Linked DNA regions of Mus musculus: regions 1 and 2 are each linked to region 3. A link is a contact called in public Hi-C data. All regions are on one chromosome and are shown on one strand. Each heading gives the region's core, a stretch centred on a gene start, on an enhancer-like site or on the middle of the called end of the contact. The rest is flanking DNA. Distances are from core to core; before and after follow the strand shown.

Region 1 (3,159 bases), core at 592-3,091, 890 kb before region 3:
GCAATGTGTTTTATCAATGGAAAAACAGAGACTGAATGGCAAGCAGATGTGAACAAATCCAGTGAAATGCCTGAACCTGGAAGATAATCTCAGAATTTCCCAGATCTACTTGCCACATGGGATTAGCGATTGGAAAGGCTGTTCACTTGGGATAAATAATCAGATGGGAGACAAACAAGCGAGACACATCCATTCCTGTTCTGTAAAAATAATGATAATCTGGGCAGAGACTGGAGGAGGATGGGATGACATAGCCCAGAGAGCTCACGGGAGACTCTGCTTGAAGCTGCAAAGAGAAAACAATGGTGGGTGTCCTTGCCTTCCTTCCTTACACTTCATTTCAGCGTTCTAATATTGTTTTCATTGCCTCATGCTGAACCCATGCTCCTTAGCACTAGGGCATCTTCCAGAGACAAAGGTTGCATCTAAGTCAATAAAGGGAGAAACCACCATTGCCCAGGCTCACAGATGCCCCTCAAAATGGCCTCAGGCAAACAAAGTGAGAAAATTCCCTCAGAAATTTAGAACTGACTCTTCCTTCATTTTGCACCTCACTGGATTTTCTGCAGTGAGATAGCTGAGGTATTTATGCAAATATATGCAATAAGGACTGATTTCAGAATGAATAAATCTAAATTAAAATTAATGGGAAAATCCACTATCAGAAACAAATCAAAGAAGGAACACCACATATTTTCTCTCTATATATTTTATATATAGAGAGAAAATACAATATATATGTATTTTCTATTACAATATATATTGTATTTTATATATACATATACATATGCATTTGCATACATACATACATACATATAATGTATTTTTAAAGATTAGGGAGCAAGGAAGCACTCTGCTTTTCATGTTTGCCACAGAGGTAAGGGCAGTGGAAAATTTCTAATTGACTACAGGCAATGTGTATTACTCCTTGGTTTCATTTCAGTATTGAAATACCACTGCAGATATAGAGGTGCATTCCCAGATGGCCTGAGGGTCACAGTGGTTGAGGATATGGGAGGATGAGAGGGGTGACTCTCTAATGTGAGGCGCTAAGGAAGAGAAGCAACTGGGGTGAAGAGTGTCTGGGCTAGGCTATGGGTAGAAGGGGAAGTCCTTCTTTCTACTGAACGAGGGCAGAAAAGGGGCTTTGAGGTCTTCTTTCACCTTTTAAATCACCTTGAGGAAATCAGGTTCTGAAATCCTTGAGGGCGTTTGCCTCAAACAACAAACACAAGACACAGTTAACACTTTGGTGATGAAAGTTAATATTCCAAAGAGATGATGACATGATACAATATTTAGTTAAATAAGGGAGTCATGCATAACAATGGTTGCCACAGTAAGACACGTATCATGGGTATTTGAATCTTGAGTTCTCACTCTAAAGGCTTAGTGTTCTGTCGTTGTCTTGTCTTTCTATGGGAAAGTACATTTTACATGGGAAGCCCTCCTCACTGAAAAGAGACGGAGAAAGTGATTCGGTCCCTAGGAAGGTGTCATCCTTGTAAAGGACAGGGGACTTAAGAGAACTGACATTTTCCAGTGACCTCTCACACCAGCTCTCCCATGTCACCATGAACAGCTTTTCAATCCCTGCTAGCAGAAGCCCAAAGTATTAGTAGTAAGGTGAACTAGATTCTCTAAAATCTATCTAAAAAAAGCTAACTACAGTCTACATACAGCGCAAAATCAAACAAGGGTCATTCTCCAATCAACAGTTCACTGTGTGGGAAACAAAGTCCCACAGAATTGAATGAGGTCAGCCCCTCAATGAAACTGCTCTTCAACGTTCTGCAGCTGTCCTTTGTGAACAGCGTCTGGTTTCACTTTGTTCAGCCACAATGCGCGATCAGATAAATATTTGAGTTTGTGGCTGCAGAACTGCTGTCACGGAGACTCTCAGCATCATCTTGATACTGTGTGCAAAGCTCATCTTGGACAGGGCACGACCTCTTTGCAAATGTGATTGACTGGGCCAGATGCGATGCCTCTGTGTGTGTGTGTGTGTGTGTGTGTGTGTGTTTCCTTATCAAGATATTTGCAAGATGCCATCATGATAAAATGGTGGTGTTGATTTCTGTAGCAACACTCGAAGTTAAATGTCTTAAAATAATTGTGGCATGTCAGGAATTCAAGATGGAGTGTTTTCCAGGAATGCCACGCTTCATGTCAAGACTGAAAACCAGGCACACTTTAACAGTTTTATTTTTAGTGGTCATGGTAAGGAACAGATTTTATTAATGCTTTAGGGAAGTTATTTTATTTAACAGAGTTTTAAGTTTTATACTAAAATAGTCTAGACTGTGCTCAAGATTTATTAAGTTGTCTTGTCAGCCCTAGAAACCTTCTGTAACTCATTGTAAATATAATTAAAGCAAGTTTGCATATATGTGAATATATACATATGCAAAAATTCCATTATTGGCACTTGGAAGATCTCCATCCAAGTCTGGTCGGGACTTCAGTTTGGACAAGTTAATGAAATATGATCCATCTTCAAATTTATGAAACAGCAGCATTTCTTCCTATGATTCTGAGCACATTTTTCTTATAGTGTGTATAATAATCTTCTTTAATTGGATTTATTTTTTTCCAAACTAGGCCCCGCATGGCCTAGTTTCCATTTTTTCCCCTACGTCTTTGAGTGTTCTTTGCGAATCACTTTTCTGAGATTTAATTTCAATGGTAGGTTGGTTTCATTTCAATTTTTTTGTATTATTTTAATTTTATTTGCCAATTTGCCTTTAAATACCCTTAAGCTAGAAAGTCGTGGCTGTGACTTTGCATCTAAATGTGATGTAGGAGGCAAGAATTTAATTTGGTCTGTAGAAACTTTTATGAGAAGAATACAGAGTGACTGTTTATAAATTGTCATTTGTGTTTTTTAAAATTATGTATGTTTAAGAGGTAAAATACACAAGTTGGCCCATAGTTAAGGAAAAGTAGTGTTTGTGTAATTGTTTTGTGTTTAGTCTTTGGGAAAATACATTTTTGCAAGCAATAGCAATGACTATAAATTCAGAGCCTATAAACCTTTGTCTTTGCAGTGGTCAGTGGGATCATTAATGTACAATTTTCTGGCCTAGAGAGCTAGGGTATATAGGCATCTCTGTTCCAGTATGAAAGCTATTGGTGACCTATAATAAATGCATATTGAAA
Region 2 (3,097 bases), core at 73-2,572, 740 kb before region 3:
GCAGAAGGACGTGTTATAGTCTGAATGCAGCATTAGATATTTGGAAGAGGGAGAAGGGAGCTATGTCTGTAAATGTGGGACATCACCAGATGGTGGAGGGTGTTAAATGTTATTTTAAGGAGTTTGGATCTTATTCAATGGATAATAAAAAGCAATTAAACATTTTGGAGTAGTAGAATGACATGATTTAAATTGTACTTTAGGAAGATTAATTTGGCAGCAATCTCTAAGAACAGATTAGGGTTGAGATGGGGTAGGTGGGGTAGATGTGGGAAGTCCTTCCAGGGGAATAATACCACAAGGGAAGGAAGAATGATGTCTTCCATTAGACTGGTAGGGAAGGCAAAAAGAATAATGTGAAGTTCAGGTTTGCCATATGTTTTGTAAGTAAATATGGGAAGATTTGATAGTGAAAGATATTAAGGGATCATAAATAAATAAATAAATAAATCTACTTGTGAACTTTACAACCTTGGCATCTTTTTTTCCTTAGATATTTTCTTTATTTACATTTCAAATGCTATCCTGAAAGTTCCCTATACCCTCCCCTCGCCCTGTTCCCCTAAACCCCCCCCCACTCCCACTTCTTAGCCCTGGAGTTCCCCTATACTGGGGCATATGAAGTATTCCCGAGCCATAAGAAAATTTCCCAGTGGATTTTGGGATCTTTTTTTAGGACATTTTGTGTCTGAGATACAATCATAAGATACATCAAGGAGTGTGGGAAGCCGCCCCCACATTCGCCGTCACAAGATGGGCTGACAGCTGTGTTCTAAGTGGTAAACAAATAATCTGCGCATGTGCCAAGGGTATTTCTCCACCCCATGTACTCTGCCTTCCCCGTGGCAACAACTCGGCCATGGGCTGCAGCCAATCAGGGAGTGATACGTCCTAGGCGAAGGATAACTCTCCTTAAGAGGGAAGGGGTTTCGCTTTCGTTTTTGGGCTTGGGGCTTGGGGCTTGCTTTCTTGCTCCTAAAGATGTAAAATATAGAGCTCTCGCTCTGGCGCTCTGGCGCTCTGGCGCTCTGGCTCCTAAAGATGTAAGCAATGGGGGGTTTGAGGCTTGCACGCTTGCTCCTGAAGATGTAAGCAATAAAGTTTTGCCGCAGAAGATTCTGGTTTGTGGTGTTCTTCCTGGCCGGTCGTGAGAACGCGTGTAAGAAAGGAGCTTTATGGAAAGATACTTTAAATAGAAGTCTGTAACTAGTAGGAGGGGTTGGTGTTAGCATGTTTCTGATTTGTACTGAAGACCAAGGCAGAGGACTAAAGCAGAACTCTGTGACAACCTTGCAGTTTGAAAGCAAAGGATGAGCTGGAATCAGCCAGAGGATGATGCTCTCTCACCACTCAGCTTCAGTGACTCTGTAAGGGTAGGAACATGATGAATGGAAAGAAATTCAAAGATGTGGCAGAGGAAGGATGAGATGGTGTATAGATGATGACTGAGACGAATATTCAAGAATAAACACCTTTGAAGCCACCAAATAATCCTCCTTCTCTCAAAACAGAGATTTCTAAAGTACAAGCCATCCACAGTAAGCTCTGTAGTATTTAACACCTTGACTTCTCAAAAAGCCCCTTCAACAATGTTTGTTTCTTTCTAGCTTTTTTCTCTCTCTCTTCTTTCCTCTTTTCAAGATTACATTTCAAAAGATGGTTGGAGAACACTCCAGTGATCCCATTTATAAAGTAAGTAAAGATGCTAAATCAATGCACTGGAAAGGTATTCTTTTATGAACAAATTAATCCTGTTATTTAAGAAATTGGTAGATTTGATAACAGACCCAATGGGCATTCTTTCTGAATGGTCTTTTAAATGAAATCCCCAAAGACCCAGTTCTGAGAAGTGAAGGATGTGGCTTTAGTTTTTAAATAGGGAGATTGTAGTTATGTCCTTTTCATAACTATGTCCTTCAGGCCAACTCATGGTTCTGTTAAATATTGCTTTCTGAAAGAAAATATAATGGGCATGAATAATACTTTATAATTTATAAGACTCACTAATATATCAAACTACAGTTTGATAATCTCAACAATGACTGAAGATAAACAAGTCCCCATTTTCAGATAAAGAACCTCAAGATCAGAGAGTGTGATTGACTAGCTGTCCTTGACCAACCTCTTCCAAATCATGAATCACTTTTCCCTTTAGGATTATTCTAAACTATTCATTGGCACTTTTCTACAAAATTTGAAACCCAAAAGGTGTCTAAGAAAGACATTTTGTTCCTTTTATAATGGGGAAGAAAAACAAGAAGTAAGTGAACTCTGGTTATCGAGATTGTTAACTGTATACTTACCATGCAAATACTCCATATCTTTTGGAGATAACATCAAGGTATTAAATACTCTACATTTCACAGATCATAAGAAGTGAGTAATGTCTAGAGTAAAAGGGTAGCCCTAAAAGAAAAATGAAAGAAGAAGATAAAGATGACTATGATAAAGAATCAAAGGGATGGGGAAGAGAAGGGTAGGAGAAAGAAGAAGAGAAGGAGAAAAGGAGAAAGGAAGGAAGGAAGGAAGGAAGGACGGAAGGAAGGAAGGAAGGAAGGAAGGGAAGGAGGGAGGGAGGAAGGGAGGGAGGAAGGGAGGGGGAGAGAGGGAGTGAGGATGAGAGGGAGGGAGAGAGAGAGAAGAAAGAGAACTGAGAGAAGCATGAGGTGGAGGGAAAAATGTCAGAGAAAAATTCAAACAAACCTCACCTATGGCCTCCCTTTGATCTTGTTGAAGGCAATTTGGGCTGCTGAGACAATGAATACTTTTACAATGCACGATGTTGGGAGGATAATTCTGATTTTCACAATTAGTAATGGACTGATGATGACCAAATTTACTTGAAATCAAAGTATACATACAGAACAAAACATGAATAGATGAACATTGAAAACCCGAAATGAGATCACTATCTGCTTGCAGAGGTGAAATACTTAAAGCACAGGCAAAGAACACACAGATGGAGAGATGCAGCCTGATAAAGAAGGACTCAGACGGGAGAAAGGGATAAAAGGAAAAGGGAAGCCACTGCTACTGGAGGATCCCCTTCAGTTTTACAAAAAGCTCATCTTGAACTCCTATGGTTGAGAAGGTTAAT
Region 3 (3,377 bases), core at 395-2,894:
ATGCCTTAGACCAGAAAGAAATAGAAATGGAAGAGAAGAAAATGGAGGGTAAAGAATGGAGAGAAAAATATAAAACAAGAGGAAATGGGATATTATAACACAGAAATAGCTTATGTAAGATTATGGCAAATATTTTCTAATTGGATTTAAAGTTTGCTACAAAAGAGAGAAGTTATACCTTGCACCATTATCAGGGCCAAGAACCTGTGCCTAGATGGGCTATAGGTCCAAGAGAGAACATTATAGGCATAGTATTAATCTCACTCCTAGTGACATCACTATCGGGACATAGGTTATTGCATCTCCTCACCATCATCCATGTAGATTCATTTTTCCAATTTTCTTTTATTGAAAATAGCCTTTTTTTCTTATCCAATATATTCTGATTATGGTTTTCCCTTTATCTACTTCTCCTAAATCCCTCCTATATCCCCCCTCCCATTGAATCCACACCCTTTATTTCTTTCCTTGGAAAACAAACAAGTGTCTAAACAGTCTATTTTACAGTAGATACTGAGTAGCACAGAAATACATCTCTGGTCAACATGGAGGTCAGCATAATAAAGGGTGTCACTAGTTCATGCTTCTTCCAGGGCTTAGGCACCACCTTGGCAGAAGAACAGAAAGACTGCAAGGGCTAGGTAAAAGGCTTACATAAGCACAGTGCAGACCAACTTCCATAATAAAGAGAAGAGGTAAGCATAAAGTCCTACTCCTAATTGACTACAATGAGATGACAGCTATGGGAAAGGGAAGATCAGATTTTCTTAAGGTGTGAACCCTGATGGGTTGCTCATGCTCCAGGGGGTCATTCATACCCAAGAGTATTTGGGCAGCACAGTACTCCATTGGGGTGAAATAATGATAGGAAGTTGGATAGGTAAAGACACAAGGACTGATCTTGAAGGAATTGGGGGTGAATGTGAGAGAGATACATTCTATGAAATTCTTTAGAATACAATAAATATATCACTTGAATGGAGAACCAATAAAAATGAACCTATAGATAAAGAGAAACTAAAAATATGCTGTCGAGAGTAGTGAGCACACGTCCCTATCTAATTATCAGAGAACTTGTTTGATGTTACCTAAAAATTAAAAATTGCTTCGATGCGACCTTCAGATATTTCTTTGATATGTCAAATTTTTGCAGAATGAAGATGTAACTATGGAAGCACGCATGCGGGCTAGTTCCTTTCATCCCCTACTCTGATCTCCCTGCCCCCACCCCATCTTCAGAAGTCTGATGATATAAGAAAAGGGGAGGAGGAACCCGAGTGATGGTTAGCGGGTTCCATTTGTTACTGTATTAGTGGGGCCGGGAGGTGCGGCAGCACTGTCTGTGGAATAAAACACTCCAATAATATCCAGGACAACAATGGCCGTGCCTGGCCTTTGAAAATAACAGAGAATCAGATGCTCCACAGGGCTGTAATACAGTGAATCAGAGGAAATATCTAATACTCCACGGGACAGTAATGCAGTGGATCAAAGGTGATATCTAATACTCCACAGGATTGTAATACCTATAATTTAAGTGACGGGCAACTAATTCCATGCATCCCTCCTTGCATGTAAGCAGAGAAAGCAACACAAGAGCAGTTATTTCTCTATGCACCACACTTCTCAGATTTTCAAACCTCCCTTCAAAGGCATCTTCAATCATGAGATGGAGGCTCCCTCTACTGGTCGAATGTTTTCTTGCAGCAGGTGTGAGTTCTAACCCAATTTGGGTTGCCAATGCCTTGTGACTAATGTTTGACTATGGCTAATGAAATAAGTGCAAGGGATAATATCTGATTAATATACAGTCACACATTCAGCGTGTCACACACATATGCATACAGTCAAGCTGACGCTGTGTCATAGGCAAAACCCACATAAACAACCAAGCACACACAGCCATTCACATCCTGCTATTCACACACTTGCAGGGATCTGCTAAGAATGACAGGGGCTTTGGCTCAGCAGTTTACAGTTTTTGCTGTTCTTTCTGAGGTCCCAGGTTTGACTCCTAGGATTTAAATGGAAGTTCACAACTATCTGTAATTCCAGTCCCAGGGAATCTGACATCCTCTCTTGTCCCCTGCAAGTTACAGCGTGCACATGATACATAAACATACATCCAGGCACAACATCTGTATACATTAAAAAATAAGAGCTGTGACATCTATCATCTATTTTTTATGTGCCTACTGCTGATGTGAAGGAGCTTTTGCATCAGGTAAAATAAAAGTTCAGGCTATATTTTCATGTCGCCCCGACTCACATTTACAACATACTTCTCCAGTTACTGAAGTAAAAGAATGATTTTCCAATGTGTACTACTTTAAAGTTAACTTCTCAGAATTTTTGGATTCTTGATTTTAGATGGAACGAGAAGATTTTCTAGACTCGTCGAAATGAACATACAAAATATCTGTGAATGACACATAATTATTTCTGGCACAATAGAAATTCTCTAGGTAGTGAATAAATGATCAATTTTGTCTTTGTCTCTGACCTTCTTTAGTGAACAGGTCACCATTGACATTCAGCTAGAAATGTGAGACGTTCAATATTTAAAGCAGGAAAACTTGAATATCTTAATTAAAGCATCCTCCCCAAATTAATAAGTATGTGTACAGCATGTTTTGTAACCAAGCACTGGATTGCAAGATAGGCTAAACACTGACTATGAAGACATTGTTGGTTGAACTTTTCCACCCCTGCAGGACATCTGGAGAACAGCAAGTGCTCCTCTTCCTCTGTCCCTATGCTTTGGCACTCCTATTTCTAATGATTGCTGTCTTAGTCAGGGTTTCTATTCCTGCACAAACATCATGACCAAGAAGCAAGTTGGGGAGGAAAGGGTTTATCCGGCTTACACTTCCATACTGCTGTTCATCACCAAGGAAGTCAGGACTGGAACTCAAGCAGGTCAGGAAGCAGGAGCTGATGCAGAGGACATGGAGGGATGTTCTTTACTGGCTTGCCTCACCTGGCTTGCTCAGCCTGCTCTCTTATAGAACTCAAGACTACCAGCCCAGAGATGGTCCCACCCACAAGGGGCCTTTCCCCCTTGATCACTAATTGAGAAAATGCCTTAGAGTTGGATCTCATGGAGGCATTTCCTCAACTGAAGCTCCTTTCTCTGTGATAACCCCAGCTGTGTCAAGTTGACACAAAACTAGCCAGTACAATTGCCCAGTAAGCACAGGCTCGATTACCGTTCATGCCTCATTCATCACTCATTCATTTCTGAGAAGATGCATCTGCTTTGGTCTGGACAGCTGTGACCAAGCCCATGCTCCTTTCCCCAGCTTTTCTCCCTATAGTCCTGTGAATGCACTTTGGTGGCACTTCTTTGTTATTAGTTGTATTTTTACAGTGTTGAG

The links. A called contact is a pair of places that touch in the nucleus more often than the background predicts.
Region 1: a contact with region 3 is called in a Hi-C map of the N1E-115 cell line, with 19 times the contacts expected there. The contact joins two enhancer-like sites. A contact is called at or near these places in 1 of 15 datasets of contacts at CTCF or cohesin (pro-B cells), 55 of 484 Hi-C or Micro-C datasets (the AtT-20 cell line, the Ba/F3 cell line, the G1E-ER4 cell line and 30 more) and 3 of 115 datasets of contacts at active chromatin or transcription factors (astrocytes, embryonic forebrain and fibro-adipogenic progenitors).
Region 2: a Hi-C map of the N1E-115 cell line shows a contact between it and region 3, with 6 times the contacts expected there. The contact joins two enhancer-like sites. A contact is called at or near these places in 3 of 484 Hi-C or Micro-C datasets (the N1E-115 cell line, cerebellar granule neurons and cerebral cortex).

What each region holds. Positions count from the first base shown.
Region 1 is chr16:42,151,508-42,154,666 of GRCm38.p6, reverse strand. The region is part of intron 6 of Lsamp (limbic system-associated membrane protein); the gene reads right to left. Among named protein-coding and RNA genes, the nearest start is that of Mir6540, 150 kb to the left of the region's middle. Within about 2 kb of position 1,841, at least 31 of the 459 cell types and tissues checked have an H3K27ac peak or open chromatin away from gene starts, as enhancers often do. A contact at or near this core is called in the N1E-115 cell line, where this site is marked.
Region 2 is chr16:42,001,341-42,004,437 of GRCm38.p6, reverse strand. The region is part of intron 3 of Lsamp (limbic system-associated membrane protein); the gene reads right to left. Gm52229 (splicing regulatory glutamine/lysine-rich protein 1-like) reads right to left here. Exons shown (of 1, transcript XM_030249356.1): 1 at 1-3,097. Among named protein-coding and RNA genes, the nearest start is that of Gm52229, 38 kb to the right of the region's middle. Within about 2 kb of position 1,322, at least 11 of the 459 cell types and tissues checked have an H3K27ac peak or open chromatin away from gene starts, as enhancers often do. A contact at or near this core is called in the N1E-115 cell line, where this site is marked.
Region 3 is chr16:41,256,813-41,260,189 of GRCm38.p6, reverse strand. It overlaps a transcript of Lsamp not described here. Among named protein-coding and RNA genes, the nearest start is that of Lsamp, 270 kb to the left of the region's middle. Within about 2 kb of position 1,644, at least 6 of the 459 cell types and tissues checked have an H3K27ac peak or open chromatin away from gene starts, as enhancers often do. A contact at or near this core is called in the N1E-115 cell line, where this site is marked.